2 separate regions of the Mus musculus genome follow, and region 1 is linked to region 2. The links are chromatin contacts, called in public ChIA-PET maps. All regions are on one chromosome and are shown on one strand. Each heading gives the region's core, a stretch centred on a gene start, on an enhancer-like site or on the middle of the called end of the contact. The rest is flanking DNA. Distances are from core to core; before and after follow the strand shown.

Region 1 (7,263 bases), core at 4,522-7,021, 660 kb before region 2:
CCTTCACTGTGTCCCCAGTAGTCGAGCCTTCACACTAGGCACTACTTCCTGGAGTCTGCCAGAGTGAGGATGGTTATAGGAAAGGCAGAAAGAAGATACAAGAAACAGATATGGGAGGTCAATACCACATCAGTAGCAAGTGTATTTTCTCAGTGTCTTTCAAAGGCAAGCAGCAGAAAGCATGACCAATTCTGGGAAGTTAAACAGTGACCACAAATGCTTACATGGTGAGTTTATAATATACGGTATCTATGTTCAACTAAGACCATTCCCTTCAGGCTTGGACAGTCTCTCAAGGACATATGCATAAGCAGAGGAGTTTGGCAGGATTTAAAGCACATCTTAACTAAAAACAACAGATACTGGCAGACTCATTTATGATTAATCACAAGCTAGCCAAAGTTAACTCCAGATGTGCTCCCCACAAGACATAATGCACTAACAAATCTGATGTTGCTAAAATTCTTTCCCTGGTGAGACATCCTCAATGTCTAACCCTTTCTCCTTATGTCCCAGTGATAAACTGAGCTACAATTCTACCAAAGTGTCCCTAGGAAACCAATGAGTTTATTAGGCTTCTACAGTAGATGAGGGGTTACAAACATGAGCACACATGACCCTGATGCAGCCACAATGAATGAAAGGTCTGCATTCAGCAGTGCTGATGGCCTCCCCATGGCTATGAAAATGGAGCCTCCTTCCTCTCCTTCTTCCCCACATGTATCCTCTAACCTTTCCCTCAGTAGTCCTACCTAGTCCATTTGCAAATAGTGTAGGAGAGATGGCTGGCTACTCAGATGAGGACCTCAAGTCCCTCTCTCCACACCGTTGTTCTTTATGAGGGCGGGCAAACAGTCGACAAGCCCCACTGTGACAGTCTTTTGGAAGCATCCCAGCAGCTAAAGATTCTGCTAATTTGGCTAGGATGATAGTACTGGATAGTGTGTGCATGATGGCATGTGTGAGGGATGCCAACTGTCTTCAGATGACAGGGAAAAGCCTTGTGAGAGAAGGCTTCAAGACCCCAAAGGAGACTATGAAAGGAGAAGAGCAAGAAGAGGCAGCTGTCCAGGCCAGATCCTGTGGGCTTGGGGAAAAGGTTGACTCAGAGGCAATGACCTTGTTTCACTGATAGTTTTTTCTCTGGGTCACCAATTTTCTAAACACTGCTACCATTTTCTCCCTTAAATTCCAGTTTTCTCATGATGTCTACTTCTCCCGCACTTCCCCATTTGGCTTTCACTTTGGGGTGCTAAATATGGGGTAAATGGACCTATATTATGGTGCCTCACTGTTGCCAAGCACAATGTGATTTCTACTTCAATTGACATTGCCTTGTCACTGTTCTGTTCCTGTAAAGAGACCCCCTATGATAGAGTCAATGTTTGTAAAAGAAAGCACTTAATTGGGGTCTTGCTTATAGTTTCAGAAAGTTAGTCCAATATCATCATGGCATGGAGGCAGACATGGTTCTGGAGAAGTAGCTCAATGCTATATCCTGACCCACAGGCACAAGGCAGAAGGGCCTGGCCTGCCAGGGATTTTAAAACCTGAAAGACAAGAGCTGGTGATCATGCACCCCTTTAATCCCAGCACTCTAGAGGCAGAGGTAATTGGATTTCTTAGTTCTAGGCTCACCTGAACTATACCGTTTTAGGCTACACAGAGAAACCCTATCTTGAAATCTGAGCCCTGCCCTCCCCCCCCCCACCAAGAAAACTTCAAAGCTCACTCTCTGTGACACACCTCCTCCCTCAAGGACACACCTATTCAAAAAAGGCTATACTTTCTAATCTTCCAAACAGGGTAAACCATCAATTGAGAACCAAGCATTCAAATATATGAGCCTACAGGGGCCATTCTTACTCAAAGAGTCACACACACATAAACAAATTTTGTAATTGTTTGTCTTGTTCTTGGTGCTGAGGATGAAACCCAGGGCCTCCATCTTGGCAAGCAAATGGCTCTACCACAGATTTACCTCTGTCCCTTCTCATAACGAACTTTGATTAGCTCAGTACAGATTAGGTATTGATTCTTAGGTGCATCCCATCCCCACCTCCCTACCAGATAATGTCAGGGATCAGGTGAAACGTGATCTTTTAAAATCGGCTCCTTTCAGCACATGGTGGTAGAGTGTTGTTGGATGAAAGAGAGAATTACATGGATGTCAACGGCAGGATGTGCAGTGTCTTGGCACTCAGTGTGGCGGCTCCAGATGAGCCATGTTAGCGTCATAGCTTGTGAGAAATGTAGAATTTCTTCCCCATCAACGTTTACTGCATCACTGTAGCTAAGTTATGGAGGCAATTAGAACTGCCCATCAAAAGAGGAACAGGGAAAGAAAATGTAGCCTGTACAACACAAAGAATTATTTTCAGCTGTAAAGAAAAATGAAGTTATGCTATTTCAATGCAAATGAGTGCAACTGAAGGTAAATACCTGAAATGAGTTAAGCCAGTTTCAGGAAATATGGTCCTAGATTTTATGCAGATACATAGATAACAAGAAAGTAGAACTGAAACTCTCTAGGGGAATGAAGGGGACTGAGAACAGGAAAAAGGGAGGAGAAAGAAAAGGGGGTGGGGGATGGGGTTATGCTGGAAGAGTATTATGAATAGGTCCTTTCATAACTCCACTTAATACAATAATACAAATGAAGAAGACAGACGGAAATTCCAGTCTCACCTTAAAGCGAATGAATTATATTTGCTGTTACTAACTCTCTTGAGGAATCAGATATACAAAGCTTGAAAATCACTTACATCGTTGTTACAAAATGGGTTAAGGTCACATAATCACCACTCCCATCCCCTACCCCCATCTAAGACACACACATAACCACTGCCACCACCACCAACACCACTGCTGCTGCTGCTGCTGCCATGGCCACCACCTCAGCTCCTTGATTCTTGGTCTGCATCCTGATTCTTCATCCGCACTGTCTCTGCTGTATGTTTTGCACATTTTGAACTTTGTCAACACCCAGAATCTCAGCCTGTCTGCAGTAGCTTTCCCAGCACTTCCTCCCACCCATGTCAGTCTATCTCCCATCCTTTGGTGGTATGTGAAGGACCCACTTTCTTCTGATTGAGATTCGGTGTTCTATCACTGTGCTTTCTCTTCCCACAAGTCTCCAGGTTTTTTTTCTATTTGCTTTATGCATGTGTGTGCATAAAGTCTCCTATAACAGTAACCCCTATTCTCAGCATTTGTGGTCAGACATCCATTAAAGATGGAGAGTTTAGCATTCCCTAATCAGACAGCCAGCTTCAACTGTGTGCTTAAAGACATATGGAATTCCTGCATTGCCTAAGCAACTCTTTACAGCTTTTGTGATGAAAATAAAAAACAAAAACAAAAACAACAACAACAACAAAAACCTAAAAACAAAAACAACCCTCACCTCAAAGTGATTTAAGAGATAATTTATTCTAAAGCCAAATTTGAGTGACCATGGCTTGGGAGCATGAATATAAGTTACCCCCAAATTCCATGTTCCACTGTGCAAGCAGTTTCATGAGAGTTTTATAGTTTTACAGAACAAAGAAAGCCATAAGTCAAGGCAAGTTTAAAATACACCAGAGAGGCGGGTACATAATTACAGGGAACTCTCTCCTAGGGTTCAGATGGTATCTGATGACATTCTTAGTTTCTGGGTTAGTGTAGCTAGTGGTCTGCTAAGTTAGTAGGTCCCAAATGGAATTTGTTTATTCTTTATAAGGTATTAGTTCTGCCACAGAGCTGAACTGTGGCTATTCACTATGGCTATTCACATGGCCAAAGCTTAGCTGAGATACAGTAAGTGTCTGGGCCAGCAACATTCTAACATCTCCATGTCACTGCAGTCCTAATCAATCAGTCATTCCATGTCACTGCAGTCCTAACCAATCTATGTCACTGCAGTCCTAACCAGTCATTCCATGTCACTGCAGTCCTAATCAGTCATTCCATGTCACTGCAGTCCTAACCAGTCATTCCATGTCACTGCAGTCCTAATCAATCAGTCATTCCATGTCACTGAAGTCCTAACCAATCTATGTCACTGCAGTCCTAACCAGTCATTCCATGTCACTGCAGTCCTAATCAGTCATTCAGGCTTTGCTTCTTTCCAGGAATCTCACTGGCACATCATCTACTTACCCTCTGGGCACTTTCCATTCAGCAGATGGCTCAGACACCTAATGACCAAAAGAGGACAGAAACCATCATATGGGAATTCCCTCGATCCCCAACAACCTCTTTCCATCTTTCCTTCCATCTCCTTTCATCAGAATAAGATGTGCCTACCCATCTCATATTTTTAGATTCCATGGTGTCTCGTTATCATAGAAATCTCACCCTGTAAATATTTTCTGTGACCAGACTTTTAAAAGGGTTGTTTCAACCGGAAAGAAACAAGCAAAAACCTTTCACCAAGTTGAGTTGATGTCCCCTCAGATGCTTTGTGCTCTCTTTGCATCCTCTGTGGAACTCTTGATTATTTACACAGCCATCTTGTCCCTCTCAACCTTCCTTGAAAACAGCACCTACAAGGAAAATATTAGACTTCAACTTTTCCTTGAAGCTGAGGGGAGAGCTGAATGCTTAAGCCAAGGAATCCCTAGGGAAGTCTGTATAATTCCCTTAGGAGGTGTGTCAAGGGTCATAAATTAGCATCAGCTGTCAACCTAGACCCCAACCTAGAGCCACTTGGAAAAGGGGAACCTCAACTAAAGAAGTGCCCAGGTAAGACTGGCCTTTGGCCATGTCTGCGAGGCACTTTCTTAACTGCTAATTGATGTAGGAGGGCCTAACATACTGAATGAGGTGCCACCCTTAAGAAGGTAGAGTTGGACTGTGTGAAAAATAGAGTGGATAAGCAAGCCTAAGGGAACAAGTTGGGGGGGGGCAAGCTTAAGGGGGGGGCTAAAGGGGCAGGCTTGACGGAGCAACCAGCAACCCTGAGAAAACAGGCCTGAGGGGGACTAGCCTTAGGAGGCAGGCCTAAGAGGGACTAGCCAGAGGGAGCAGGCCTAAGGGGGACTAGCCTGAGGGAACAAGCCTGAGGGAGCAGGCATAAGGGGGACTAGCCTGAGGTAAACTAGCTTGAGGGAGCAGGCCTGAGGAGGATTAACCTGAGGGAACAAGCCTGAGGGGCTGTAAAGACTTTGGAGAGCCTTAGCATACCAGGGACCCCGAGTGAACCACATAGAGCCAGGATCAATGCAAAAAGCAAGAGGAATTTATTGTTCCAGTGCATTGGGGTTGTCCCAGACCAGAAGAAGAGGTGGCAACTACCAGCACCAGTTCGGTGAGTTTTTATATGGTTTCCAGGGCCAGAACAAAGCATCAGCAACTAGGTACAATATGATTGATTGGTCTTTAGGGAATGAGGTGACAGGGACTTCCCTTGTCTGAAGGTGAGCAAAAGGTCAGTCCTGTGGAATGTGTCCTTACCTGCAGGTCCATTCCCATCCTGTGTCTGAGAAATGCTAATTAGCCTCTCCCTTCTGGAGAGGAGAGTGTTTCATGACCTTTCCAAAGTTCCTATGCTGACCTTTTCAGGACAAGTCTGAGGGGGACTAGTCTGAGGGAGTAGGCCTGAGGGGCAGGCCTGAGGGGGACTAGCCTGAGAGAGCAGACCTGAGGGGCACTAGCCTAAGGGAACAAGGCTGAGGTACAGGCCTGAGGGAGAAGCCCTGAAGAAGACTAGCCTGAGGGGAACTAGTCTGAGGGACCAGACCTGAGGGAGCAACGAGCAACCCTGAGAAAGCAGGCCTGTGGGTACATGCCTGAGGGGGCAGGCCTCAGGGTGGGGGCAAGCCTGAGAAGGCAGGCCTATAAATAGTATTCCTCTATGATCTCTGTTTCAGTTTCTGCTTCCCAGTTCATTTGAGTTACTGTTGTGTCTTTTCCTCTTTGGTAAACTATGGAAGTGTAAGCCAAATAAACCATTTCCTCCCTCAAGTTGGTGATGGTCAAAAAGTTTTATCACGGCAAAAGAGAAGCAAACTGGGGCAATCAGAAACATGTTCTCTTCACACTAAGTACCTCTTCTTCATAAAGACATTCATGTGTGTAACATCAATGGCCCAACTGTCAAAGGCAAGAGTATTTAGCAACTGAAACGGAAGTGAATACAGGAAGGAAGAGGCCAAGAAAGGAAACAGACAGAGTGAAAGAAAAATCAGAACCCTGTCAGTGACAAATGTTAAACTCTGTTGGGGAGGAACAACTGGCCACATGAAATCTGTTCTCTTCTGCTTTTTGTTTATTATTGTATTTTGTTGTTGTTGCTGGTGGTGGGTGGTGGGTGGTAATGGGTGGTATTGGTGGTGGTGGTGGTGGTGGTAGTAGTGGTGGTGGTGATGTGTTTTGGTTTCTTGAGACAGGTTCTTAAATGGCCCAGGCTGTCTTTGAACTCACCATGTAGCTGAAGATGACCTTGAATTTCTGATTCTTCTGCCTCTCCTCCTTAGTGCACACACTTCCACTCCAGTTTTATGAGACAGTTCTGAGGATCAAACCCAGGACTTCACACATGCTAGGCAAGGACTCTACCAGGTAAGCCACAACTCCATCTGATCACACACAATCTTGTCTGATGACTTAAGTCTTGCACGCACCCTGACTCGCCAGCAAGAACGATGCTGCAACAGGATCCTTCTGCACACGTTTATTGGGAGAGCTTGATTACAGAGGCAAAAAGACCCCAAGCCCAGAACTGGTGCTGCTTATATAGGCCTAGGAGAGGCGTGTCTCACACCCGGATTGTTTGTGCTTGGGTTATGCTTACCACCTCATTTGCATGCCTACATCTGATTGGTTAACTTCTCTCTCATCTGATTGGTTAACTTCTCTCTCATCTGATTGGTTAATTTTGGTTAATTCTCAAAACCTCATCTTGGCAAAAGAACTTTACTGCCTATGTATGCGTGGTGGCCAGCAGAAGCCAGCGCCACCCTGCAACGGCACATGTGGCTTCCCACACTTAAGTATATCAAGCAGCTGGATACTGGCAGGGTCACACTCAAACCCTGTTCTGCTACTGGTGTTGAAGGATGCAAGGCTTGCAAACCTGGAAACGTGCCTGAGGTTTGCTGACCTGCTGTCTCTCACCTACCTGCTGAGTCTTCCCCCAAAAGCAACATTGTCTCAAAGCATTTATGCACTGATTGTGACTAGGCAGCCTTGCTCAGTGGACCCCATGAAATAAAATACAAAAGTCAAAATGCAGTCTGGGAGAACTGATTGACAGATGCAGGAAATATTGGCATTGCA
Region 2 (6,925 bases), core at 2,270-4,769:
CCCAGTCTCAAAGAATTCAAAACCAAGCAAGCGTTAAACAAACAAAACCCCCTTACTACAAAGCCTGCTGTGGGGGTGAGCACCTGCAATCAGGAGCAGATAAGGAAGGGTGGAAGGTCCAAACCAGTCTGAACTTCACAGCAAGACTCTGTCTCTCACAAACACATTTTGATACAAACTTCCTTTCTAGACCGACAGACTAATGTACACTTTCACTGGCAGCATGTCACTCTGATGTTCACAAACTCTCTTTAACCTTACGGTCTTGTCCCCTCCCTGTGCTCTGCTTCCTGGACGTCATGAGCTGTACCCTCTGCTCCCTTAAATGCTTCTACCACAACGTTACATACGCATTAACAGTTGGCAGCTAAGTCTAAAATTATTATTACAGGCCTCAAATGAGCAGTAGATAAACACTGGGTCTAAGTTAGGCTTACTATGAATAGGAAAGAAAGAAAACACCTTTTGGCAAGAAAGGCTTAAATGGAAGAAGTAAAACAGGAGAGCGTTATTAGAAAAGTATTCGTCATCTAAATGCAAGAATATAAAATGTGCATTTGGTTATGTTTGACATGATGTGAGAAAGCTAATGAGGCCTCCTTTGATAATCACAAAAATGGTGAGGCAGACTGCACAGATAGTAACTTCATTATCAGACAAGGAAATTACAGAGCAAAGGGGAATACAACTCAGTGTAAAGCACAAAGTACCTGGTTCAGTGTCTAGAATACACACGTGTACACATGCACACAAACACAAAAACACACACTCTTAGAACTTGTCCAAGGGTCATAAAATTGCTTTAAGGCTAGGCCAGTACTAACTGAATTAAGTTCTCTTGACTCAGCCAAATAAATGTTCACTTAGTTCCAGGGATGTCCAAACTTTTGACACCATTACATCATGTTGCCGTCTACAAATGTGCTGGGCATTCATAGCTATCCTAGGATGCATTTAGTTTATGGACCACAAGTTGACTTCGAGCTTTCATCCAAGAACTTGGGAGGCAGAGGTAGGCAGATCTCTGAGTTTGAGGCCAGCCTGGTCTACATAATGACATGTAGACCATGACAGCCAGAGCTATATACTGAGACTATGTCTCAAAAAATAAAATAAAACAAAAACAAGTTGGATGCACAAAATTCTGCTCAATGCTTTCTAGTTTTTAACAGAGTGACTTAATACAGTTTCTTACTATAACTCTGGACCAATTCATTTATTCTTGTATGTAAAGCCTTCTTTACATCTTAAGGAATCTATTAAAGTCTATTTTCAAGATCTTTAGGGTGGGCATGGTCATCATTCCTGAAATTTCAGCACTTGGGAGGCTGATGCAAGAGGATCTCTACTGAATTCAAAGCCAGCCTAGGCTAGACAGTAAGCCCCAGGCTAGGTTGGACTACAAGGGAGACTGTCTCAAAACAAGAAACAAGAACATAAACCACATTCATTTAGTCCTGATTACTGACAGGATGTGTAGAGACTTCTGTCTTCATACAACCAAACTCTTCTTCCTGTGGCTGCTGTAAAACTTGGGTTCCATGGGGTACTAGGAGTTGACTAAAAACAAAAAAACAAAAAAACACTAGTACCTAGGTGGTGAGTAGATGTTTTGCTTATTCATAGTTTGGAATTATACCTTACATGACACATAATGAGTCTAACATGGTTCCAACTCTTTGATTGTCTTATCTCAGAAGAAATATAAATCACCTTTCACAAGAGCATAAAACAACTTCCAGTTTTATTTTCCAAAGAAACATGATTACATCTTTTCCAAATTCTGAAAACATCAAAGAGAGAGAGAGAGAGAAGAGAGAGGAAGAAAGAAATTAAGAAAAAGAAAACAACCCCCTTTCCCTTCGGCCACCTCTTCCTCTCCATCATTTCTTTCTTCAGTGTGCTCCACCATAGAGGTCAGGTCCACAGGTTATCTATTACTTAGCTAGATTACCACTCAAATTGTAATTACCTCTATTATCATTCTAACTACTCTTAAGGAAGTGGGTGGCACCTCCCAAGCCACCACAGATGCCTATAGTTCAGGTTTTAACCGGTTTGAACTCGGTTGGGGACGAAGCTGAGTCAAGTCATCAACATGACAGTAATTAGAATTTTTCAGTTCCAGGCTTACTGCTTCCAAGCGCATTCCCCTTAGTCCCCCTAACAGCTAAGAACCAGTACTCTCTTCACAGACTAAATCGGAGCCTCGGAATTATCCAATTCCTAGATTAGCTGGGAAGCTGGGACCACCAATTCTGTAAAAAAATTCCATTCCTCCCCACCATTATTAAGATTTGTTCCCAGTCTCTTCCAACTCAGCTTGCTCTCCCTCTCCTCACTCGCACTGCCTCATCCCCTGACTCTCCACTTCATCTCACAAGCTCTACTCCAAGGCATTCCCCCTTCCCTCGTGGCTTTAATTCTACTCTGTATTAGTGCTTCTCAAACATTTGAACCAGTTTACAAACATGGAAATTCTGTTTCCTTTCCGTAGTTTACGCTTTGAAAATTGAATCCTCTCCTCATTTTTAAAAAATGTTTGCTCCTCCTTCTCAAGGTCTGTTAAGCACATGTATATTAATTCAAATTCATCAGTACAATGTCTCAACATATTTCCCTTTCTGGCTCCCTCCTCCGGACATTTCTTGAGATTACAAATTAGCTCCGACTGTCTAAAGCAGTTTAATACAGATAGACAGTTCGATGACTGTCGCTCCAGCCTCCGTCCATAACCTGTTTAAAACAAAATCATTTCTTTTAGCAATGCTAATCCAACTTGATGTTGTCTTTGGCGAATAGTCTCACAATTCACCTGTCTGTGCCTGAATATACTTATTTGTACTGACTGTCTTGAGGGTACTCCATCAAAAATCAATACTATAAGGAGTGTCTATTATAGCCAGGAGTTAAGAAATGCAGAACAGTACAAAGCATAACGTCTGTATGGGTGAGAGCAGAAGTATACTCCAAACAAGTTTTGTGAGGCATTTTCTCATTTACAAAGCAAAATTAAAACAAATCACGTACGCCTGAATTTCGTCTTGACCATAATCCCGTATTCCCGTTTTACAGATGAAAAACCCTGAGACTTCATTTTCCACTCTTTTATTGCTACAAAAAGGACAATTATACACACAGAGAGAAAGAACAGGTCTGTACAGAACAAAGTACCCAAAGGGCTGCGAGAGTCGGATCCGGCGGGTGGACCCCGGCCCCGCCGCCACCGCGGCCACCCGGGACCTTTGCGGCCCGTCTGCAAGGTCGGCGGGAGCCCAGGGCCGGCCCCGCGTCCCACACAGGGTTAACTGGAGTACCTGGTGGCGAGGCGACTGCAAGGCCCGGGTCTCAGCCAGCCTAGCAGGTGATGTCGACCACGAGGTGAAGCCTCCGAGGCTAACCGCGTCCACCGCCCTGGCTGCCCCACACTCCAAGTATGCAGAGCGGAGCCGGAACTCGAGGAGGACGCGGGAGAGCCGGGTCTGAGGCCCCGCGGGCTGGCGCGCCGGGGGCGTGGTCAGCATCCGGGGGCGGGGCCCGCGGGGCGCGAGGCGGGGCAGGTGGAGCCTGCGCGAGGCCGGCCCCGGCGTAGGAAGGGCGGGGAGCGCGTCTGGGCGCCGCGGTCGCGTGACGCGTTTTCAAATCTTTAACCGCCGCGGCTCCCGGGTCTGAGCTACAGCCTCTTCCTGCTCCGAGCCTCCGCGCCGGAACCGGCCCTCAAGCGCGGCCCGGCGCCGAGGCCGAGGCCGGAGCCGGGGCCGGGGAGGCCCTGGGAGCTTTGTGTTCGCGGCCGTTCCATGCGGCCCCCGGTGCGGACCCAGCATGTAGGTGCCTGGTGGCTGCCATGAACCTCGAGACCATGAGGATCCACAGCAAAGCACCTCTCCCGGGTATGGAGCCCCTCCCCCGCCGCGGTCCCTTTAATCGTTTCCTGCCTGGCTGGTTCCACGGAGGGTTCTAGAGAGTCTTCCTGCGGAGGGCCTCTTGCCGCTTTTGCGTTTCTGTGGGTTCTCGGCGCCCGCGAGGCGTTCGGTGTTGGTCTCCGTGAGGGACCGACGCTGGCCGGGCCCCTCATGCTCTCCCCGCCTCGGCCGCGAGCGACCCGGCATTCCCGGGGCTGCAGGCTTCAGACAATGCGCGGGTCCCCGACGGCCCCACGGAGGAGGCGCCCACGCCCATTTGTGACTGTTCCCGTCACTCGTGAGGGAGACGGAGAGGTGTATGTGTGTGTGTTTCAACCTCATAGACAAAAGCAGATTTCAATCTCAATGTTTAATATAAAAAATTTTCATTATAGGGAAAATTCCTAAGAGGTGCATGTGTGTCTAGTAACTAAGTACTAAAGTGCAGGTTGTCTTCGAAAGTTTAAAGAAGATGTTTGATTCTCATCTGCTTTTAAAATAAAAGATGGATGGCATAGTCCTTAGTGGGCTTAGGTTCTTAATATGTAAACAAAGTGCATGAACTCCCTCGTCTAGTTCTTTTAAGTACTAGACAAACTATGAAACCAAAATGCCAGCATTTAGTAACCCCTAAGAATTAGGTTGTTTATTCTAGATGAGTGTGTGTGGCTACCTAGGTAAATAAGCTTTAAATATTTGAAACACCTGTGTTGGGTTTTCACCGACCTGTTAATTACCCACATGACGTTTACACCATGAGAAGGTAAGTTTTCCAGAACAGCTCTATAGAATTCCTGCTTCATACACGGAACAGGAGTAAATAATAACTATTTTCTGCTGATTCAGCTCTTGTTCTCCAGTATAGAGTTTTGTGGAAACCATACAGGACAGTTTGCCTTCATCCTAAGTGGTAATATTAGGGAAAACATTTAGATTCTAATGACTTAATTTGTTATGACTAGTAATGTTTCCTTTCTGCAATAAAGCTGTTGAACATTTTTTGTAAAATAAATTAAAAATTTGTCTGCATAAAATGTTGCCTGATTCTTTTGTAATCACAGGTGGCATCCAAGACAGAAATGAAAAGAATCGACCATCCTTGAAATCCCTGAAGGCTGATAATAGACTGGAAAAATCCAAATATAAGCCCCTTTGGGGAAAAATATTTTACCTTGACTTGCCTTCTATCACCATATGTGAGAAACTACAAAAAGATATAAAGGAACTCGGAGGGGTAAGTGAGAACCGCACACCCACCAGAAGTTGAGAAAAGTAATACTTGGCGTTCTGTAATATAAATTACCAGGGCATTTCATTTTGGAAATTACAGCCATTTAGCAGTAGCAGCTTTGATGAGCTATTGGTTATTAGTGAATCACTTGGGAACTGGGAGTGTAACCCAGTGGTCTAGCACCTGCTGACATGTGAAAGACTTTCTGTGTTCAAGTCCCAACATCAGAAGATAAAGGCTTTTTTTTAAAGCCTTTTGTAGCCTGATAAAATGTCAAGTTTCTGTGATTGGTGGTTTGGTATAAAGAAATGAGGTTCCTATGTCCTAGTAAACCTGCCCTTTCTTTCAAAATACCAGGAGCCATTTGACTGATGACTGAGGGGAGCTGTTATGTGTTAAAATAATTCTTTAGTTTTATACATATACGTGTATGTATGTGTATGTGTATATATATATATATATATATATATATATACTTATACATGTATGTATGTGTGTGTGTATATATACACACACACGTATATGTATAATTATTATATATGTGGCATACAATTTACTAGTGTACACTTGTGTGTATATGTATACTTACGTGCCAGGAGAGAAGTACTCAGTGAGCAGGCACCTGTCATGGAGGGAACAATTTTTGAGACAGGGTTTCTCTGTTTAGCCCTGGCTGTCCTGGAACTCACTTGGTAGACCAGGCTGGCCTTGAACTCCGAAATCCACCCGCCTCTGCCTCCTGAGTGCTGGGATTAAAGGTGTGCGCCAACATACCCCACAGAGTAGTAGTAAAGTGCCTTCCCTGTTGTATCCATTTTTTTATGATTAGAAAACTTTGGCAAAACTCTAAGATTTCTTAGGTGTATTGTTAATGTTACCTAAAATCTAGCAAATGTGGTTATTATGATTTTTACTGTTTTCAGAGGTTTCTGCTGGACTGAAAGTTAGCAGTTTTGAACATTTTGTTCCCAGACTGAAAATTCACAAGAATACTTCACGAGTTTCTTAGAGTTTCTCATTAATGTGATATTTTCCTTGCCTGCCCTTGACGTTTGCCTGCATTCTTTGGGAGGCAGTTGATGGAATCTCACTTTGACTATGAAAGGCACATGGATTCCACTCTCTCTTGGTCAGTTACATTCATATACAAACTGTGTTGCAGTCAGTTACTCCCGTTACCCTCCTGTGTGCTTCTCACAGCAGATGCTTCAGACGATGTTGTATCTCTAAGTCCAACTTGGGAACCCATAAAAGGGAGCTTTGACTAAATCAGCAGTGTCATGTTGGTGCTGGCACAGGAATCACTTCCACCACCCTTTTCTTTCTTCCCCCATCCTCACAACACCTCCTAAGATACTTTCAAGAAACAAATTTTCAATGACTTCTACCACAAATGGTTGTTACAGACCATTTTGATTTTATGTATGTCAGATTTTACCCTTGAAAGGTTTCAAGTATCTCAGTGGCTATCCTGAAAACATAAGTTTTGTAACACTGTGGCAGGGGAGTTAACCTGATCATAAAAGTGATGTTTTCCTGAGGTAAGCTCTCCAGGTGTTGGGATCCCTGTGGTTGCCTTCAATGCAGAAAACCCTCTGCTGCAGAATTTGTTTTATTGCATCTGCACCCTCCCCTTAGGAACAAGCAAGTGCTGGGCTAGTGAGGTAGCTTGCAGGTAGGGGGGGGGGGCACGTGCTGCCAAAGCCATGGCAAAAGAGCACTGACTTCCACAGTCCACCACTTTTCTTGTTGGAAAAGAAAGTACCTACTTCTGGTCTTTGCTGTTTAATTC

What was found. ChIA-PET counts read pairs in DNA pulled down with a chosen protein or histone mark.
Region 1: an RNA polymerase II ChIA-PET map of memory CD8 T cells shows a contact between it and region 2, with 5 times the contacts expected there. The contact joins the enhancer-like site here to the promoter of Slc25a40 in region 2. A contact is called at or near these places in 7 of 39 promoter capture datasets (the C10 cell line, cranial neural crest, liver and 4 more), 1 of 484 Hi-C or Micro-C datasets (cardiomyocytes), 9 of 115 datasets of contacts at active chromatin or transcription factors (the 230-238 cell line, bone marrow-derived macrophages, embryonic forebrain and 5 more) and 2 of 9 other capture datasets (adipose tissue and liver).

Annotation. Positions count from the first base shown.
Region 1 is chr5:9,085,964-9,093,226 of GRCm38.p6, reverse strand. It overlaps Gm31449 (a long non-coding RNA gene), which reads right to left. Exons shown (of 5, transcript XR_868245.2): 4 at 4,410-4,529; 5 at 3,595-4,181. Among named protein-coding and RNA genes, the nearest start is that of Tmem243, 11 kb to the left of the region's middle. Within about 2 kb of position 5,771, at least 101 of the 459 cell types and tissues checked have an H3K27ac peak or open chromatin away from gene starts, as enhancers often do. A contact at or near this core is called in the 230-238 cell line, bone marrow-derived macrophages, liver and 3 more, where this site is marked.
Region 2 is chr5:8,419,432-8,426,356 of GRCm38.p6, reverse strand. It overlaps Slc25a40 (solute carrier family 25, member 40), which reads right to left and starts at 3,519. Exons shown (of 12, transcript NM_178766.5): 1 at 3,318-3,519. Dbf4 (DBF4 zinc finger) reads left to right here and starts at 3,641. Exons shown (of 12, transcript NM_013726.3): 1 at 3,641-3,890; 2 at 4,964-5,136. The coding sequence starts at 3,845.